Regions from separate parts of the Manis pentadactyla genome. Here region 2 is linked to region 1. A link is a contact called in public Hi-C data. All regions are on one chromosome and are shown on one strand. The core of a region is the stretch at or near the end of the contact, and the rest is flanking DNA. Distances in the headings are between cores, read along the strand shown.

The links. Hi-C and Micro-C count contacts between places; a contact is called where the count stands out from the background.
Region 2: a Hi-C map of fibroblasts shows a contact between it and region 1, with 9 times the contacts expected there. The contact joins the promoter of TSPAN18 here to the promoter of CD82 in region 1. A contact is called at or near these places in 2 of 3 Hi-C or Micro-C datasets (fibroblasts and skin fibroblasts).

The regions. Positions count from the first base shown.
Region 1 is chr9:84,503,188-84,507,046 of mManPen7.hap1, forward strand. It overlaps CD82 (CD82 molecule), which reads left to right and starts at 1,991. Exons shown (of 9, transcript XM_036891681.2): 1 at 1,991-2,143.
Region 2 is chr9:84,816,684-84,820,684 of mManPen7.hap1, forward strand. TSPAN18 (tetraspanin 18) reads left to right here and starts at 1,578. Exons shown (of 7, transcript XM_036891591.2): 1 at 1,578-1,650. The coding sequence starts at 1,588. All of the region lies in intron 7 of TP53I11 (tumor protein p53 inducible protein 11), which reads right to left.

The DNA of each region.
Region 1 (3,859 bases), core at 741-3,240:
TCAATCACCATCACAAATACCCCCAGCTTGTTGGGAGGGGATATGGAGCTGGGTAGAAGAGGAGGGTATTTTATGCTCATTTTGTATGGGTTGGCTAGGGACCCAGCCCAAGACAAAATAGTACAGTGGTTCTCAAAGTGTGGCCCCTGGAACAGCAGCACTGACATCATCTGGGATCTTGTTAGGCTCTTGGCCCCTTGTAGAAAAGATGGTGTCCCTCTATGTCCCACAGAGGACAACACTGCTGCTCTTAAAGATTACCCAGCCCACCACCCTGACTTGGTGTGGGAGATTCTATGAAGGAGACTTTTTACTAGAAAGAGAACATATATTGAGCATGTACGGCATCCAAGAGTGGGTAAACACTCCCTGAACGCTGTCGTCCTCAACTGCTACCCTCAAGACTGGTGTCATTATTGTTATTCCCCTTTGACAGCTCATCCTAGAGAGAGGTTAAATACTTACCTTGCCTGGGTTGTAAGGTCTTTTGTGTTTCTCAGACCACCCTGACTTCTTCACCATTATGCTCAACAGTGGTTCTCAAACTTGAGTGTAATTCAGAGTCACCTGAAGGCCTTCTTAAAAAAAATTGCTAGGCTTCTCTGAGGTTTCTCACTCAGTAGGTCTGGAATGGGGCCCTAAAACACACATTCCTACCAAGTTCCCACCTGCTGCTACTGTGGCTGCTGTGGGCCCAAGGACCATGCTTTGGGAACCACTGAGCTGGGCAGGAATCCAGCTCCCCACCCTACTCCACCCATGCAAAATGGGACTAATCATACCCTTCCCACAATGGCTTCCTTGTGAGATGCTGAGATAATGGGAGTGAAAGAACTTTGTCAGCGGCACAAGTGAATGGTCCTAACTGGTAACCTGCCTGCGGCTAGTCCCTAGGGCCTGGGAACGCAGAGGGCTGAGGTGCAGATGGGAGCATCTGGAGATCTTCTGCAGCCCACCTTAATTCTGAGCCACTTCATAAGGGAGAAAACCAACTTCTGGGGCTCAGGCCCTTCTGTCACACCCTCATCATTTCACACCTCCTCCCTCACCTCAGGCAGCTGGCTGGCCCAGGCCACTTCTCCAGGGGCCAGTCCAGGCAAGCTGTGGCAGCATTAAGCCTGTGATTCAGGGTCTGCATCTGGATCCTGCTCACCTCCAAAGTGAGACTCAGAGGCCACAACTTCCCTTTTCAGATTGTTCATCAGTAAAATGGGTGCAACATTAGTACCATCTGCATAAATTTGTGCAAATTGAGGGCCAGTACTCGCAGCACTTGACATACAGCCCGGCCCCTGGCAAGGGCTCAGTCTGTAGTTAGCATTTTCAAAAAGTGCCTGCGCCCAGGCTGCTTGCTGATAAAGGTCCTGACCTGGAACGCAAACCGCTCCCAAGCCGTTCCCGGTTGTACCCGGATACACCCGCCCTGGAATGCGCGTGCGGGTTGAGTTGTCAGGGCAGGATTAGAGAGGCGCTGAAGGGGGTAAGGGGCGTGCCTGGGGCTCGGCCTCAGTCTAAGCAGGCCAAGGAGCGATGATAGGCCCGTAGGTGAATGTGACAGAGACGAGGACGACAGAAAGCCAGGCCTGGGAAGGATGAAAAAGGCAGAGGAAGAGTGGAGCGTTAGGGAAGGCTGTGAGGGGGCTTCCCACCCAGCAGGGTTCGAGTGCAGGGCCCGCGAGGGCGGGAGGCAGGATTCGTCCCGGCAGGGCCTGGGCTGGAGGGACAAAGAGCACAGGCCCGAAGAGGCGGGTCCAGGGCGAGCCTCACCCGCTGTGCGACCTGGGGTTGGGGTTGGCGGGTGGCTTACGGCAGCCATAGCGGGGCGGAGCCCGGGGCGGGGAAGGCCTGGTTAGAGGAGGGGGGCAGTAGTGAGAGGAGTCTGGTCGTGGTGGGAGGCCGGCTGCATTCCGACACGGCCGGGGGGCGGGGCTGGAGGGCACGAGTCCGGAAGCCGAAGGCGTGTCCGGGGCGTGTCTTCGAGAGGGCGGGGCCTAGCCCTGGCCTTGGCTCTAGAGTTCCCCGACGGCCGCCGGGAGTGGGACGACCGAGCGACTTGCGCGCAGGCTGCGCGATCGGACGGTGACTGGGGCGCGAGCCGGCGACGCTGGGCTTGCAGCACTGAGCAAAAAAAAAGAGGCAGCAGGTGAGAAGGGGCCGGGGGCAGGGGGCGGCTGGCCACACAAATGGCAAAATTAGTTTTCGCTCGCACTTCAAGAGCCCGCTTGGGCAGCCTTCTCGGAACAAGTGACAGGTAGAGCCACAGAGACAGCTGGTGGGTGAGAAGGAGCAAAAGCCCCCTGGTCCTCATCCCCAGCCCTTCGGCTTTGCCATGCAACAGCTGTGTGTTCCCTGGCGCGTCCCTCACCCTGCTCTGGACCACTCGGGTTCCCGTATATGGAGGGGGTTGAACCAAGTGAACTCCGTGTTCCCCTCGCCCTTTCTAAAACCCCGGAAGGTGAGAGCATACCGCTGTTCTGCCCCAGGTGTTGAGATTGCGCTGCCCGACTGCACTTCTCTTTCTGCATAGTGGCACTGAGCAAAGTGGACTCCCTGTGAGCGTTCAACAAATTGGTGTAAAGATCACACTGATTCCTGGGGTGAGGCCTGAACCCACAAGCCCTGGGGAAGGTGAGCCCAAGTCAGGGAAGTTTCTGTCTCCCCTTACCCCGCTCCCTCACAACTCGACTAAGAGCCAAGTGAGACTTCAGGCTGGAAACTTAGCCGGGCTTTTGCCCTCTCCTGGGGCCTTTCCAGGTGAGCTGGCCTAGGAGGCTGGGTTGGAAACCAGGATGCAAGTTCTTACCCGGGTGAGCAGGAAAAACCTCTCTAAACCCTGGGTCTAGAGTCAAGCCCAGGGCCCCAGGCTCTTGCTTCATGCTCAGGGTTAGTTCCTCCGGCTGGAAATTTCTGACCCTGTGGTAGTGGGCGCTGTGTGCCAGAGCCAGAGTAGCGAGGCAGCCCAGTTCAGTGGTCAAGTGCTTAGGCTTTGGGACCAAATTGACTTGGATTCCACTCCCCCTCCAAGCTTCAGTTTCCTTATCTGCAAAATGGTGGTTGTGACAGTACCCAATGGCAGTAGTGAGGACTAAATATAATAATGTGTCTATAGTGCTTAGCAAGGCATCAGGCACCCAGTGAGACTTCACTTTGTGACAGCTGCTCTGATGTAGATGGGCAGGTGATGGGCTGGCTTTCTGCCTGGGAATGAGCCTGTTTTTGGAAGGCTGGAGACTGGCTACAGCTTCTCCTGATCTTGTGAAAGCCAGAAATTGCTACCTGCCACCACTATCATTTTGTCCATTTCAAGACTGGGGGGCATATGACATCAGGACCAAAGAGTGTCTGAGTTTTTTGTAATATTGCTTGAGGTTGATGGGTGTCTGATTAAAAAAACCCAAACATGTTTACTGAACACCTACTGTACAGTAGGTGGAGCTAGGGGATACAGAGGTGAGCTAGCCAGACCTGGGTTCTATCCTCATTTTGAGTTGCTGGCAGGACCACCCCTGCCCTACCCCCCTAATCTCCACCATGCCTCTGGCTGGAGAGGATAACTCACACCCATGGCTCAGGGCCAGATGAAATTTCATGGGTCTATACTGCTCTGGTGGCTGGAATCCAGCTATTCCGTTGCACCCTTGGCTTGGGGTGGAGGTGTGGGGCAGTGTGGGCACCTGTTAACTGTTTTATCAGGGCTGGGCGCCAGAGTAGACTGGGAGTGTGCATGTCTGCTTCCTGAATCTCCTCTGGAGATGGGCCCTACACTTTGGAACCAGCTGAAAGGTACTGTAGGACAGAGTCTGATTAAAGACTGCCTTGTGTGGAGGAGACAGCGTATGTGTGTGTATAGGGTAGGGGG
Region 2 (4,001 bases), core at 328-2,827, 310 kb after region 1:
ACTTCTCTCTGCCTCAGTTTTCATCTCTGGAAAATAGGGATGATGGGAGCACTTACCTCATAAGTTGTTGTGAACTAATGTCCGTGAAGTGCCTAGGCTGGAGCCTGGCTCACACTAAGTGCTCAATTAATATTGCTATTCACAGGGGCGGAGATGAGCCTGGTAACCCCAGGAACCCTATAATCTCCTTCTCCTCTCACCCAATTTAGGAGCAGCCCTTGGGGTACCCTTGGAGAGACAAAGGCTTTGAGCCTGGAGCCCTTGGTTCAGGGTGCCTCCCTGATTCTCTCTTTGGCCCAGGGTTCACTACTGGGTGCCTCAGTCCCCACCTCCCAGTAAAACAAGAAAGCATATCTGGCTTTGATGCTCTGTGTCCTACTCCTGCTTGGCCCTTCTACTGAGTACAATAATCCCAAGCAGAGGAGCCTGCCATCCAAGGAGAGAATCCCTAGGGCCCCAGGGCTGGTGCCCAGATCGAAGTCCACATGCCTATCTGACCTGGCACCGTCTCCTGGGCTCCCGGTGCCTCAGCCTGCCATAGCCACTGCCCTGCTGAGGAGGGCTGGCGGCCAGACAGCTGGCATGGGAACCACAGAAAGAAGAGTGAGAGGCACCACCCCAATGCCTGGAACCTTTCCATGCCCACCTCCCTGTGAAGTCTGGAAATACTGAATATTGCACATGAATGTGACATGGGACCTTGAGATCTGACTCCTGAGAGCAGATACTGTCTCTTTCCCTCAGGGGTGTGGAAGTGCTGCCTCCATTGTTTTCAGACCCCAGTACCTGGCATACAGTCAATGCACAACAAATGTTGGCTGAATAGAATTGTGTTCTGTGACTGCTATGGGCATATACTTCTAGATAGGGCCAGGGAGGGCTCCAGAGGGAGGTGGGATGCTATAGATCTCATGGTGGAAGTAATCAGGGCATGGGGAGGTCTGGCCCCAGGAGCAGGGCTTGGGCTCCCAGGTAGATGCTGCACCCCTCTCCCCCTATGACTCCCCTCTTCATGGAACAGCCCTGGGAGTCCTGCAGGCTGGAGGCCATGGGAGGTGGTGGGAAGTTTGTCAGGTGTGGGCTCTGATCCAGCTCCATGACCCTGGCAAGTTCCTGAAGGCCCTTATCCTTAATCTCTTATCTACCAATTGGAATGCTCACCTCCACAATCAAGTGTTGCCATGAATCGTTGTGCACTTGCCCTGTACTAGGTGTTGTGCCATTATTGCATTATTTCAGTTAATCCTCACGATACTGCTTTGAGGAAGCTTCCGTTTTTAGTCTCCATTTTCAAGTTGGAGAGAGCAAGACTCAGAGAGGTGGGGTCATTTGCCCAAGACTACACAGTGAATGAATGGTAGAATGGGGCTGGAACCTAAGCAGGCTGGCTTCCAACTCTGGATCCATGGGGCAGAGAGCTCCCCCTGAGACAGGAAATTGTTTTCAGTCTCCCTCTTTCTCCCTCCACTGCAAGGGCAGGGCTGGACACCGGGGACCCCTAGGGGCGGGGAGGGGCAGAGTGTCTTTCTAGGTGGGGTTCCCCTGGAGGAAGACTGAGGGACCTTGCTGCTTTGTAGGCGGAGCACCATGGAAGGTGACTGTCTGAGCTGCATGAAGTATCTGATGTTTGTTTTCAACTTCTTTATATTTGTAAGTATTCCTGGAACTCACCTGGGGGCTCCGTAGGTCTCTGTTGGGGTGGCAGAACTGACTGCTGCTTTGAAGTAGTCACACTGGGCTGAGTCCCAGGGGCAGGAACAGGGACCAGTGCTAGAAACAAATCTACCTGCCCAGCCAGGATTTTGTGGAGGGGAGACCCCTTGAGTAGTGCCCACCCCACTCAGAGAGCCCACTGTCAGAAGAGATGTTTTACATGGACAAAGGGCAGGGGCCTGAGTCCTGGCTACTGTTTTGGGACCTGACCCCTGGTGGGGAATGAGGGAGAAGGAAGGGAACTGGGTGAAGAGAGGGCAGCAGAAGCCCCACTCAACCCTGACCGCCAAAGCATGTATAGACAGACATCAGGGCTGAGCTGAGGTAGCCACCTGATGTAATCCAAAACCTCTCTGGGACTGGGAGTCCTGTATTCAAAGCCCAGCTCTGCATCTTACCAGCTATGTGATCTGAAACACATTTTATTTTAGGACCTTAATTACATAGCTCACAGGTTTTTTGAAAATCAAGCAAATTTAGGAAGTGCTCAGAATGTGTTGGAACTCAACAGCTTAGTTCTATCCCCATCCAAATTATGAGGTCTATAAGTGAAAAGACAAAGACCCTCAGGGCCTCAGAGCGCCCAGGTGGCCAGCCCAGTGCCCTACAGCACCACCCACCTGCTGGCAGCCCACTGAGAGCTCTACTCGGGCTCCTGGCCTCTCCCAGGAGCAGAGCCACACTCCTGGCATCTTGAACCCCCACAGGCTTTTCTGACCCTACCTCAACCTTTGACCTTAGTGCATCCAAACCTGGGTAAGTAAATGTCCACTGATGTCCTCCAGGGAAGGAGAGGAACTTTTCAGGTCAAGATTGACTCTGGCTATCTGTTTGTCTCTCTGTTCTCTGTCCATCTATTTTTTATACATATTAGCATCCCTCCTGGGTTGCCTTCCTTGCCCTGTAATCCTGAAAACCAGGGAGTCCTACACACTTGGTTCTAGTCCCAGCTTCCGAGCTCGGTGACCCTGGGCAAGCCCTACCACCCCCGTAGGAAATGAGGCTGTCACCAGGGTAGCTCAGTCTGTACCCAAGACCTCCTTGAAGCAGATCTTAGCATCCAGTTGTTGAACCCCAAAACCTTCAACAGCAATGGGGAGGAATACAGGTTTTACTAGAGGTTTATAGGGAGACAGAGGAGGAAGATGTTGCTGACTAGAAGACAAAAATGTAGACTCCGTCACTGGCTGTCCTGTTGGTCTTCCTTTTCTCCCTCCCGGGATGCTGTGACCCGCAGGCCTCTCTGCCACACCCCCTGCCCTGACAGCACCTAAAAATATCTTCCTTTGCTCCAAGCCATCCAGTCCTTCCCTCCAGCTTGCAGACCCCTCTCAGCCAAGCCAGAGCTCACCAACTGGCTCTCAGTCTCTGCCTGTTATTCCTCATGTGTGACTTTTGGGAACCTCTAGTCCTCCTATCACACAGGGATTTCAAATACATTGCAGCCTTCAAAATCCAATAATGTCCAAGTGTTTCTCCTGCAACTGATCTGCTTCCAATATTGCTTGTCCCCAAGAAAAATGGAACAGATATTTGTTGAAACTTGCTAAGCGCATTCACATCCATTCTGTCCTTTCTTCCTTGGAGCCTCCTTGGGTGTGGAAATTTGTATCTTCTTTTACATGAGGAAGCTAAGGCTCAGAGAGGTTAAACCACTTACCCCAAGTCACACAGCTAAAAGGGGCACAGCTGCCCCTCTCCAGAGATAAGCAAGGCATGGAGAGATGGCCATGGAGATGAAGACATAAATAAGCAGGCTTTCAATGAACAGACTTGAGAGTGGGGAGCCCAACCTGTCTAAGAGCTCCTGCTGAGGACAGAGAAGATGGATTTTTGTCTGTGTCTTCCAGCCTCTGGCATAGGGCAGGCACAGTAGAGGTGTCAGAGCATGTTCATAGAACTGGAGAATATCCTTGGGGCTGGAGTCAGGGAGGCCTGGGATTCAGCCCTGCCTCTGCCGTGAACTTGCTGTGTGACCTTCAACAAATCACTGGCCCTCTCTGGGACTCAGTGTAGGATCAGGGTTGGCTTAGGTGACCTCATTATCCTGCAGTTCTGACATTTAAGGAGAATATAAAAGGGGCAAATAAACTTGACATGACGTGGTTTCCAGCAGCCCTAAGTAGGGTGTGGGTCAGAGACTAGGTTTAGTGGATATATACCGCACTTCCGGTCAGGGCAACTAGGACAATTCAGAGCAGGGGAAAGTACCACTGAGACACTGGTTCATGAAGCAGGTGGAGTTCCTGCCCAGTTGATGGGGCCGCGCTCAGAGGAGCGGGATGTTA